Regions from separate parts of the Mus musculus genome. Here regions 1 and 2 are each linked to region 3. A link is a contact called in public capture Hi-C and promoter capture Hi-C data. All regions are on one chromosome and are shown on one strand. The core of a region is the stretch at or near the end of the contact, and the rest is flanking DNA. Distances in the headings are between cores, read along the strand shown.

Region 1 (2,925 bases), core at 168-2,667, 310 kb before region 3:
TAGAGAAGCCGCACCCTTTGATGCTGAGATAACACCTGGTACAGTGCCTGGCACGTCTTAGGAACTTGATAATACATTTTCTATCCTTATTCTTCCTGACTCCATGGTACTCAAGCCTCAACACTTATAATAATATGGAAGTGCTCCGATCTGGGGGCAATCCTCTCTCTATATTATTCAGCCCAATTGTGTAGTGTTTGCTGCTTTGTGTCACATGACATGCTGAAGTAGGGCCCAGTGACATGAACTTGAATAGGACTTGATTTCTGCCGCAACCTCACAATTAAGTTGAAGGGTCACTTTGTTCAGATACTTGTTGTACACACATTTCTTACAATCTATGGCAAAAAAAAAAAGTTGCAATGTGAAAGTGGGGTCTAGAGAGACACAGGACAAGGGCAGAGCCACGTGGAGGATGGGTGAGGTTGGGTATGGGAGTGAGCAGCTGTGGACTTGCTGAGCAGCACCACATTTGAATCACAGCCGGGGTGCTTAGAAAGCCTTGGAAAACATACCCTGTCTGAATCTAGAAAGGGTTACAGATTCAACCTTTGTTCTTAAAAGGTTCACAGTCTGGTGAAAAACACACCCAGGTGTCCTGGCCAGAAAGCAGAGCATCTCTCTATGATCTCCCTCCTCACTCCTCAAGCTGTCAGTCAGCACATGTGGTCCACTCTCCAAGGGTTATGTATGGTGGTACCCATAAAATTCAGGTAGCATTAGGAATAGGAGGTGGAGAGTGAGGGTGCTGTAATGCAGTGAGAACAATCCAGTAAGAGGAAATCTTACTACTTTTCTACTTGTTATATATATATATATATATATGTGTGTGTGTGTGTGTGTGTGTGTGTGTGTGTGTGTGTGTGTATGTGTGAGCGTGTGTATATGTATTAGGAGAAATATTAGACAACCTTTAATATATATGTGAATATGAAGTCTCAATTTTATATATTATATGGGATTTTAATATTAAAACATATATATGTATATATATGTGTGTGTATGTATATGTATATATATATATATATATATATATATATATATATATATATATATATATATATATATAGTAGAAAAATCCAGCACCATCTTTAACAAGGAAAATAAGCCAGTCACAGAGAGAGAAAGAGGCTTTCTTAGACATCAACTATACCTGCAACACCAACCCTAGAATATGAAAAGGAAGACTTATGCACTTAGAGGAGCAAAGATGGAGACCACCTGCAGAAAGTAACGTCATAAGGAACTTTTTCAGCCAGCTAAGTAGAAATTAGCACCAGACATGCCACCAAGAGGAAGCTCACCATCCTGAAGCCTGTGGAGGACAAAACCCACAAAGCCTTCCCAGGGGCTGATGTGGGCTGTGGGTAAGGCACGCATGCGCACTGCCAGTCTTGCTTCCGTTCTGTTGTGGTTAGAGATGGTGGGTTCCTCGGCTGGAGTGTGAACCATTCTCATGCAGCTGGGGACTCGTGTGCTGCTGTCTGATCAGAGGCGGGCGCATGAGCATCTCACACACCCGGATTAGCACTTGGGCAAGGCTAGATCTACAGAAGGGGAGGCATCGAAACAGCTGCAGGTAGCATGTGGCTTGTGTTCTGAAGTGGTCCTTTTCCGCTTTCTTTCCTGATGAAATCTAAATCTTGAGAAGAGCAAGCTCTCTTGAGGTAGAGAAGTAAGTGTAGACTCTCTCAAGGGTCTCTGAGTATTACGAGGTGCAGAATAGATCATGAAGTCATGTCCTGACTGCGCTCCCCTTTGGCCCCCTGTAAGTACAGACCTATATAATTCAACCTACTCTTTTATGTTTTCTATCTCAAGGATATTCTGCAATGTCATCTGTTCTCATGCAAAAAATAATTACTTTTCATGTTGAGACTGATGTAAGAAAGACTTAACTTTGCTTGAGAGTTTGGTGGAGAAAGCATGAAGGTGGAAATATTAGTCAGCCGCTTACATGGTAACTATACTCCCAAAGCAGAGAGCAGACAGGAAACGGGGCAGGGCTATTAAGCCTCAGGACTGGCCCAGTGACCCACTTCCATCTGTTAAGTCTCCAGAGGTTCCACAACCTTCCTAAACAGCGCCCCCAGCTGGGGACCAAGGGTTAAAACAAATGAACAAAAACCGTTTACATCATAACAGGACACAAGCATTCTAAATTAAAATGTGAACTCTTTTCCTTTTTGAAGATGCTACTGAAAATTCACATGTTGCAATTGATCCTTGATGCTTGTAAAATCCTGAGTAAAAAAATACCCATGGAATCTTCCTCCTGACTTCCTTTTCTGCCTATTGGGAGCCACAGAGGTGTCACCCAGATATGTAGGTGCAGTCAGAGTCTGTCTCTTCTACCATGTTTAAAACCTCTTTAGCATCTTCTAAATTCAATTCAACAAAGCTTAAACCATCCTCTGTATTCTCTTCTCTTCTCTTCTCTTCTCTTCTCTTCTCTTCTCTTCTCTTCTCTTCTCTTCTCTTCTCTTCTCTCCTCTCCTCTCCTCTCCTCTCCTCTCCTCTCCTCTCCTCTCCTCTCCTCTTCTCTTCTCTTCTTTTTTTTTTTCTTTTGAGACAGGGTCTCACCATTTGTTCTGACTGCCAGAGAATTCACTATGTAGATTAGGCTGGCCTCGAACTCATGGAGATCTGCTGGGATTAAAGGCATGTTCCACCACACCAGGTGCCATTTTTAATTTTTGGGGGGGCAGGTATTTGAAATACAACTTTTTTTTTTTCTAATTCTAAACAAAAGAAAGGGACTGACAGGTATGAACAAGATCTGACCACTGAACATTGCAATGTGACTGTAGCAGTCTTATCTTTGAAATTTGGGGAGGAAACAACTGTGTTCCAAAGAGCTAAATACGCAAGTTCCACTCATGACCCCAGCCCCCAAAACCAAAGGTATGTTTTAACTGCTGCGTT
Region 2 (2,747 bases), core at 8-2,507, 400 kb before region 3:
CAGCATAGCATGCTCCTCTTACCTTGTTTCCCTTAATGCTCAGCCCTCAAAGGAAACTGAGTATGCAGACTACCCCCATTCCCCTACTCTACTTCGCGGCTTGTGCCTCCCTCTGCTCTAGCCCTGAGCTAGGAGGCAGTCCATACTGCTTATTAACTGGCGTTGCACCACACCACAATTAGACGAGCGCCCTCCAATGGTTACCCAGCTCCCCCATGGAGGGGTCACCACCATGGCTAAGGGCCAGAACAGACGTCAGAGGTGGCAGCTTTGATCTGCACAGCATCCAGGCCATTGCTTAAAACCATGTCTTGTTCTCATTGACTGGATATTGAAAAGAAACCCTTGATTGAGACCTGGAGAGAATACTGGGAGTCACCTCTCATCACGGGCAAGGAATTCATCTTCCCATTTAATAAGAGGTTGTAATGAGGTTTCAGCATCATGATGTCTTTTCTAAGGACCAGTTTTGATTAATTTTAGACAGCTAAAAGCATGCCTGTGGCTGAACATCTTTGGTGTGTGTTTATTTTAAAACAACCAATCTGGGATCTCATTCATCCACCCACACCTTGTGAGCAGCAGCGTTTCATGAACTGAGGTGGGAAAGGTGCTCTTCTGTGCTATCGGATATCTGACAGATCTGATATACTATACAGTTGTCTCATAACCATATAGCAATGTGGAGTTTAAATAATGTCACTACTTTCCTATCAAACCCTTGAAGGAAAAGTGAGCAAGACCCCTCCTTAGAGCTACTCATTTGTGTCTTCTGTGGCCGATCTGAGGCTGCGGTGTACATCTGAACTTCATCTTACTCTGCTTTCCTGTCATCTGCCTCAGAAGATGGGACCATTCCACTATGACAATGACTTTAGACCCAGATTAATCCCATGCCCATTGCTCCCAACTTTTTGTTTTGTTTTGCTTTGTTTTTAGGGTGCCAGGAAATCAAATGCAGACCTTCACACATGCTCCCCAAGTCCTGCCACCCAATATCAATCATACTTTTAGGAAGTTCAAAACTAATGCTAGAGCTGTATATGGGTCAAGTATATAAACTTGATCCTCCTCATCTGTAGCCAGGGTGGGTGCTGAGACTTGGTTGTAAAATATGCCTCCACTGTATAGGACTCCGTAAAGTCCCATCCAGTCACCCAGTCAGTCAGCCAGCCCGCCCAAATGCCTGTTGTGGTCTACTTACCTGCCTGCCTGTGTGGTCTCTGCCGGCTCAACTGAGTAAGGGGACTCTTGTCCTCTTTAAATATATAGAGGCTGTCACCAGTCTTGGCTCGCTGAGGGAAGGGCAGTGGGGAGGCTGAGGAGAGGGGGTGAATAAGACACGAGTAACACAATTGCCAAAAATAGCCCGTGACCAAAGCCCTTAGTTGTGTTCCCCACCCCACCCCCCATGCCAGCCGGGAGCCTCCCGGAGAACAATATCAGTTGGGTTCTATTTTAATTGCCATTTGCCTAAGGCACCAAGGGATGCATTTGTGAAGTGTACAGCTTCTGACTGAAGACTTCGACTTGTACAAAGGGTTTTATATTTAAAATCATTTTTGCAACACTCCCTTCCACACACCCCCACCCCCATGCCCTGCCTGTTCTGGAAATCAGTGCAGGCTACCTGCAAATGGATCATGAGCCATGCCTGGGAGCCCTTTGGAATTCCAAGACCCAGGTCATTGCACTGTGAGAACTCAGAGCTAAAAATAAGAGTGATGGGGGCCTGGCGCACACTTAACTAATCTCTTCAAGGAGGGCGTGTGGGGAGGTGGGACTGACATCAGCTAATCATCAAAGGCCTGTGTATCTAATGAAGAAATGTTTTCTCTCAAGTTTTGAGTCACTATATTGATTAATGGAATATTTCATGGTTTAGACCAGGGCTTGTGGTAATTTCACAAAGATGGGCATAGCATTGCTTTATAAGAAATCTGCTCCATCTGTGTTATCATGGGGAACAGCATAGCTTATTCGTCTGAGATATAAAGCAGAGATGACTGCCCTGCAAGGTCGGGGGATCTTAAGGATTCTTGTAGGATGGCAGTGTTTAAAGTTGAGAGAAAGAGAGAGAGAGAGAGAGAGAGAGAGAGAGAGAGAGAGAGAGAGAGAGAGAGAGAGTGAGTTATAGTTCAGTCCTTGAGGTGAAAGCTAGATGATCAGAAGTTACCATTCTCAGCCATATAACATGTTCGAAGCCAGCCTCTGCCTCAAAAAAAAACAAACAAACATATCAAAAACTTTGAAATAAAACAAAACCCATCAAAATTTTGTGTGCTTTTGACACCAATATTTTTTAACATAATTAATGTTGAATGGGACATCAACACATAAAGTCAATAAAACAAGATTAAAAATGTAACTTTTTAATGTTACATTTTAAAATCTGAGCATTAGAATGTCCTGGGTCAATTCATTAAGAGAGTCTATTCTATATGGACTTTACCAAATTCTTACATAGCCAAAAGGGTCTCAGCTGTGACAAATCTAAGTTTCCCAGGACAGGCTTCTCTGAAACCACAGGCATGTAGGCAAGTCTTCTCTTTTATGTCTTTCTGTGATCTTCCTTCTGTGTATATGTGGTCAGTCGCATGCTTTCTTATAAGGATACCAGTTATATTGGATAAGAGCCTACTCCTATGACCCAGTTCTTTCTCTGAAGCTCCTGTTTCCAAATACAGCACAACATCCTGAGATACTGAGGTCGGAAGGATGTAAATGTGTATTTTTTTAGGGACCAA
Region 3 (2,934 bases), core at 328-2,827:
ATGGTCAGATTCTTGTCAAGGGCTGTGGTTTCTGTGGATTCAGAAAGGCTGCCATTGCACTATCAGAAGTTATCCATCTTCATCGTGTCTCCTCTAACATGGCACTGGGCCCATCATGAGGACCTCTCGGTCACGTACTTACAACCTCCCAGAGGTTCCACTGCCTAAAACCAGTCGAGGATTGGGTATTTATTTACAGTATTTATTTACACTGGAATCAGACAGATTCTGGCAGATGCGGAGCGAGCAAACTGCCCACCACTGAGCTACATCTCCAGCTCCTTTTTACATTTTATTTGAACAAAGAGGATCATTAAATTGACCTCAACCTGGGATCCTCCTGCCTCAGCCTCTAAAGTAGCAGAAATTACAAGCTTACACCCCCATTCCTGGCCACATTAGAGTTTTGCCAGGTAAGTTTGAGAATGATATAGCCCATATCATTAGGATGAGTGAAATTCAACCCTATGGATGTTACAACTTCAGGCTATAGGATAGGAAGAAAGTGACAACATCTGTCCTAGACACAGAAAAGTGGCTTAAAGAGATGACAGTGGGACATACTCCGGTGGGTTCATTAATAATAAAGACAGATTTTTTTTTTCTGGTCCCCTACACTGCCAGACACTATCTCATTTAGCTGGGCAGTGCTTTTAGGGAAAAGTACTCAAACCTCCACTTGACTTGCATGAGACACAGTGTTAGGTCTATAAAGATGGAGGAACTTCCCAATTCAAATCCAAACTGATCTCTAAGGTGGGTGTCCTTGAAGATCAGCCCCATGCACCCTGTCTGCACTTTCTATTTTCCCTTCAGTCCTCAGACCCTGAGTCAGAGAGAGAAAGGAAGGCCTTCATGAAACCATGAAACCAGGGCAGGTTTAGCCTCAGCCTGCCCGGGTCACCAAGCCACTCTAATTACAGTCTGTGGTAGGTGGCAAGGAGGAGCTGTCTTGGGGCGCGAAGCTTCCCCGGCCATTGTATCAGCCTATAAATATTTCAAATACTTAAGTGCAACGTGCAACCTTTGAATGTCGCAGAGGAAGCTGTTGGGACGCCCCTGAGCCCACCCGGAAAGAAGAAATGGCTGGAGTGTCCTTCAGGCGGGGGACAAGGAGACCCGCCCAGTCATTCCCAATGGAGGTGCAGAGAGGTTGGGGCGTGCCTCCGGAACCCGCAAACCGTTGAGATGACCCGAGCGATTTGAAAAAGAGAAACTGATTTCCCCAACACATGCCTGGGGGTGGAAGGAGGCGGGAATCTACAACCCAACGGCGTTTTCAAAGGCGGCTCCGGGGACGCAGGGGTGGCGGCCCGCGGGGAGGCGCGCGCCGGGGCCGTGCCGCAGAGCGGCCACCAGCTCGCTTTGTACTTGCGGCCAAGCGCGGCCCCAGAGTTTCGGCGGCGGCCCCGCGGAGTTGAGGCCACGCCCCCTTGCAGTGCGAGTCGCGACCGCGGATTGGTCCGCGGCTAACCAATAGGCGCGCGGGAACGGCCCGGGCTGTCAGCGCGCGCCGCAGCCGGTCCTCCCCTGCGTCCAGCCCTGCAGCCCGCGCTGCCTTCCCCCGAGCTCAGCTTAGCGCAGCGCTGCCAGCCTGGCCAGCTGCGCGTCCTGGTGCCCGCGCTCTGTCACCACCGCCGTGCTGCGCTGGAGCGCACGGAGCATGGCCAGAGCCGCAGAAGCTCAGGTGCTTGGTGTTCGAGGGGCTTGTGAGCATCGGTGATCGGCTGTCACGCCCAGACAGACCTGTCTGCGGAGATCGCCCAGAGTCTGCCTAGGCGCGGGTGACCCTGTGGCGCGTTTGCTGGGTGACAGCCGCTTCGCGGTTGATACGTCTTGGGCTCCGTGCGTCCTCCGTCTCCCCATCCTCTGCTCTTTTGCTCCAAGGTTCACACCCGCAGGCTCCAGAGCGCGACGTGTGCGTCCCCGTAGCCGGTGTCTCTTCCTAAGGAGCCTTCTCACTTCGGAGACGCAATGACAAGTTAATATGGGCGTCCACGCCTCGGTTTCCCAGGAGAAGAATTGCCAGAGGCAGCGGTCCCCGAGAACCCAGAGCTTCTGAACAGGCCTCCCGCTGCGACATCCGCGCAGGTGGGACCTGCTGAGGGCAGTGACTAGCCCGCCACCCGGCAGGCGCACTCGCAGGATTTCCCCAGTTCCCCGACCCGGGGATTCTGTTTTTTGGGTTTTTTTTTTTTTTTCTTCCACTGTTGGTGGGCGCCTCGCGGGCCGAGGCCCGGCGCCTACTCGGCTGCCCGCGCTGCCTTTAGCGGTCGCCTCCGCCGCCGCTGCCAGGGACGTGCTGGGAAAGCCAAAGCCCCGGGAGAAGATGCCGGCCATCCTGGTAGCCTCCAAAATGAAATCGGGACTGCCCAAACCCGTGCACAGCGCCGCGCCCATCCTGCACGTGCCCCCGGCCCGGACTGGTCCTCAGCCCTGCTATCTTAAGTTGGGAAGCAAGGTGGAGGTGAGCAAGACGGCCTACACTAGCCAAATCCCCCTGAAATCGCAGGGGCTGCAGGAGCCGACGGGGGAGGGGCTCCCGTTGCTGAAGAGCAGCTCTCTGGAGAACGGGTTCGATACCCAGGTGAGCAGTGCTATGTGCTGGGGCACTATTACAGGGTGGGAGTGATGGATGATCCTTCATGAGGGAGGAGGACGGTTGCCTTGAGGAGAGGCTACCATAATGTGATTGGAGAGAGGAAGCATACCCCTTATGCTGCCAGATTGGAAGGATACATTGGTCAGTGGGTGTGGCCAGGAGGGGTTTAGCTGGCCAGGGTGCCAGAGGCTCTCCCGGGGAGCTCTGCAAAGCTAAGGCGTGCTGGCAGCCAGCTGCTTCTATGGGGCTGGAGCAGGTGTAGGGGTGCTTTCAAAAAAATGCATGCTGACATTGGAAATGTTAAGGGCCATCAGTGCCGAGCGCTTGGCCCC

What was found. Promoter capture Hi-C pulls out the DNA fragments that hold promoters and counts their contacts. Capture Hi-C pulls out chosen DNA fragments and counts their contacts.
Region 1: a promoter capture Hi-C map of pre-B cells shows a contact between it and region 3, with 4 times the contacts expected there. The contact joins the enhancer-like site here to the promoter of Nav2 in region 3. A contact is called at or near these places in 5 of 39 promoter capture datasets (cranial neural crest, frontonasal cranial neural crest, liver and 2 more), 1 of 484 Hi-C or Micro-C datasets (B cells), 2 of 115 datasets of contacts at active chromatin or transcription factors (SST interneurons and bone marrow-derived macrophages) and 1 of 9 other capture datasets (embryonic stem cells).
Region 2: a contact with region 3 is called in a capture Hi-C map of macrophages, with 2.8 times the contacts expected there. The contact joins the promoter of Csrp3 here to the promoter of Nav2 in region 3. A contact is called at or near these places in 5 of 39 promoter capture datasets (cranial neural crest, embryonic stem cells, frontonasal cranial neural crest and 2 more), 2 of 484 Hi-C or Micro-C datasets (the HL-1 cell line and cardiomyocytes), 4 of 115 datasets of contacts at active chromatin or transcription factors (cardiomyocytes, embryonic stem cells, forebrain and 1 more) and 2 of 9 other capture datasets (liver and macrophages).

Annotation. Positions count from the first base shown.
Region 1 is chr7:48,936,339-48,939,263 of GRCm38.p6, forward strand. No RefSeq gene overlaps it. Among named protein-coding and RNA genes, the nearest start is that of Gm2788, 57 kb to the left of the region's middle. Within about 2 kb of position 1,418, at least 66 of the 459 cell types and tissues checked have an H3K27ac peak or open chromatin away from gene starts, as enhancers often do. A contact at or near this core is called in bone marrow-derived macrophages and pre-B cells, where this site is marked.
Region 2 is chr7:48,846,794-48,849,540 of GRCm38.p6, forward strand. It overlaps Csrp3 (cysteine and glycine-rich protein 3), which reads right to left and starts at 1,258. Exons shown (of 6, transcript NM_001198841.1): 1 at 1,205-1,258.
Region 3 is chr7:49,244,612-49,247,545 of GRCm38.p6, forward strand. Nav2 (neuron navigator 2) reads left to right here and starts at 1,578. Exons shown (of 39, transcript NM_175272.3): 1 at 1,578-2,587. The coding sequence starts at 2,330.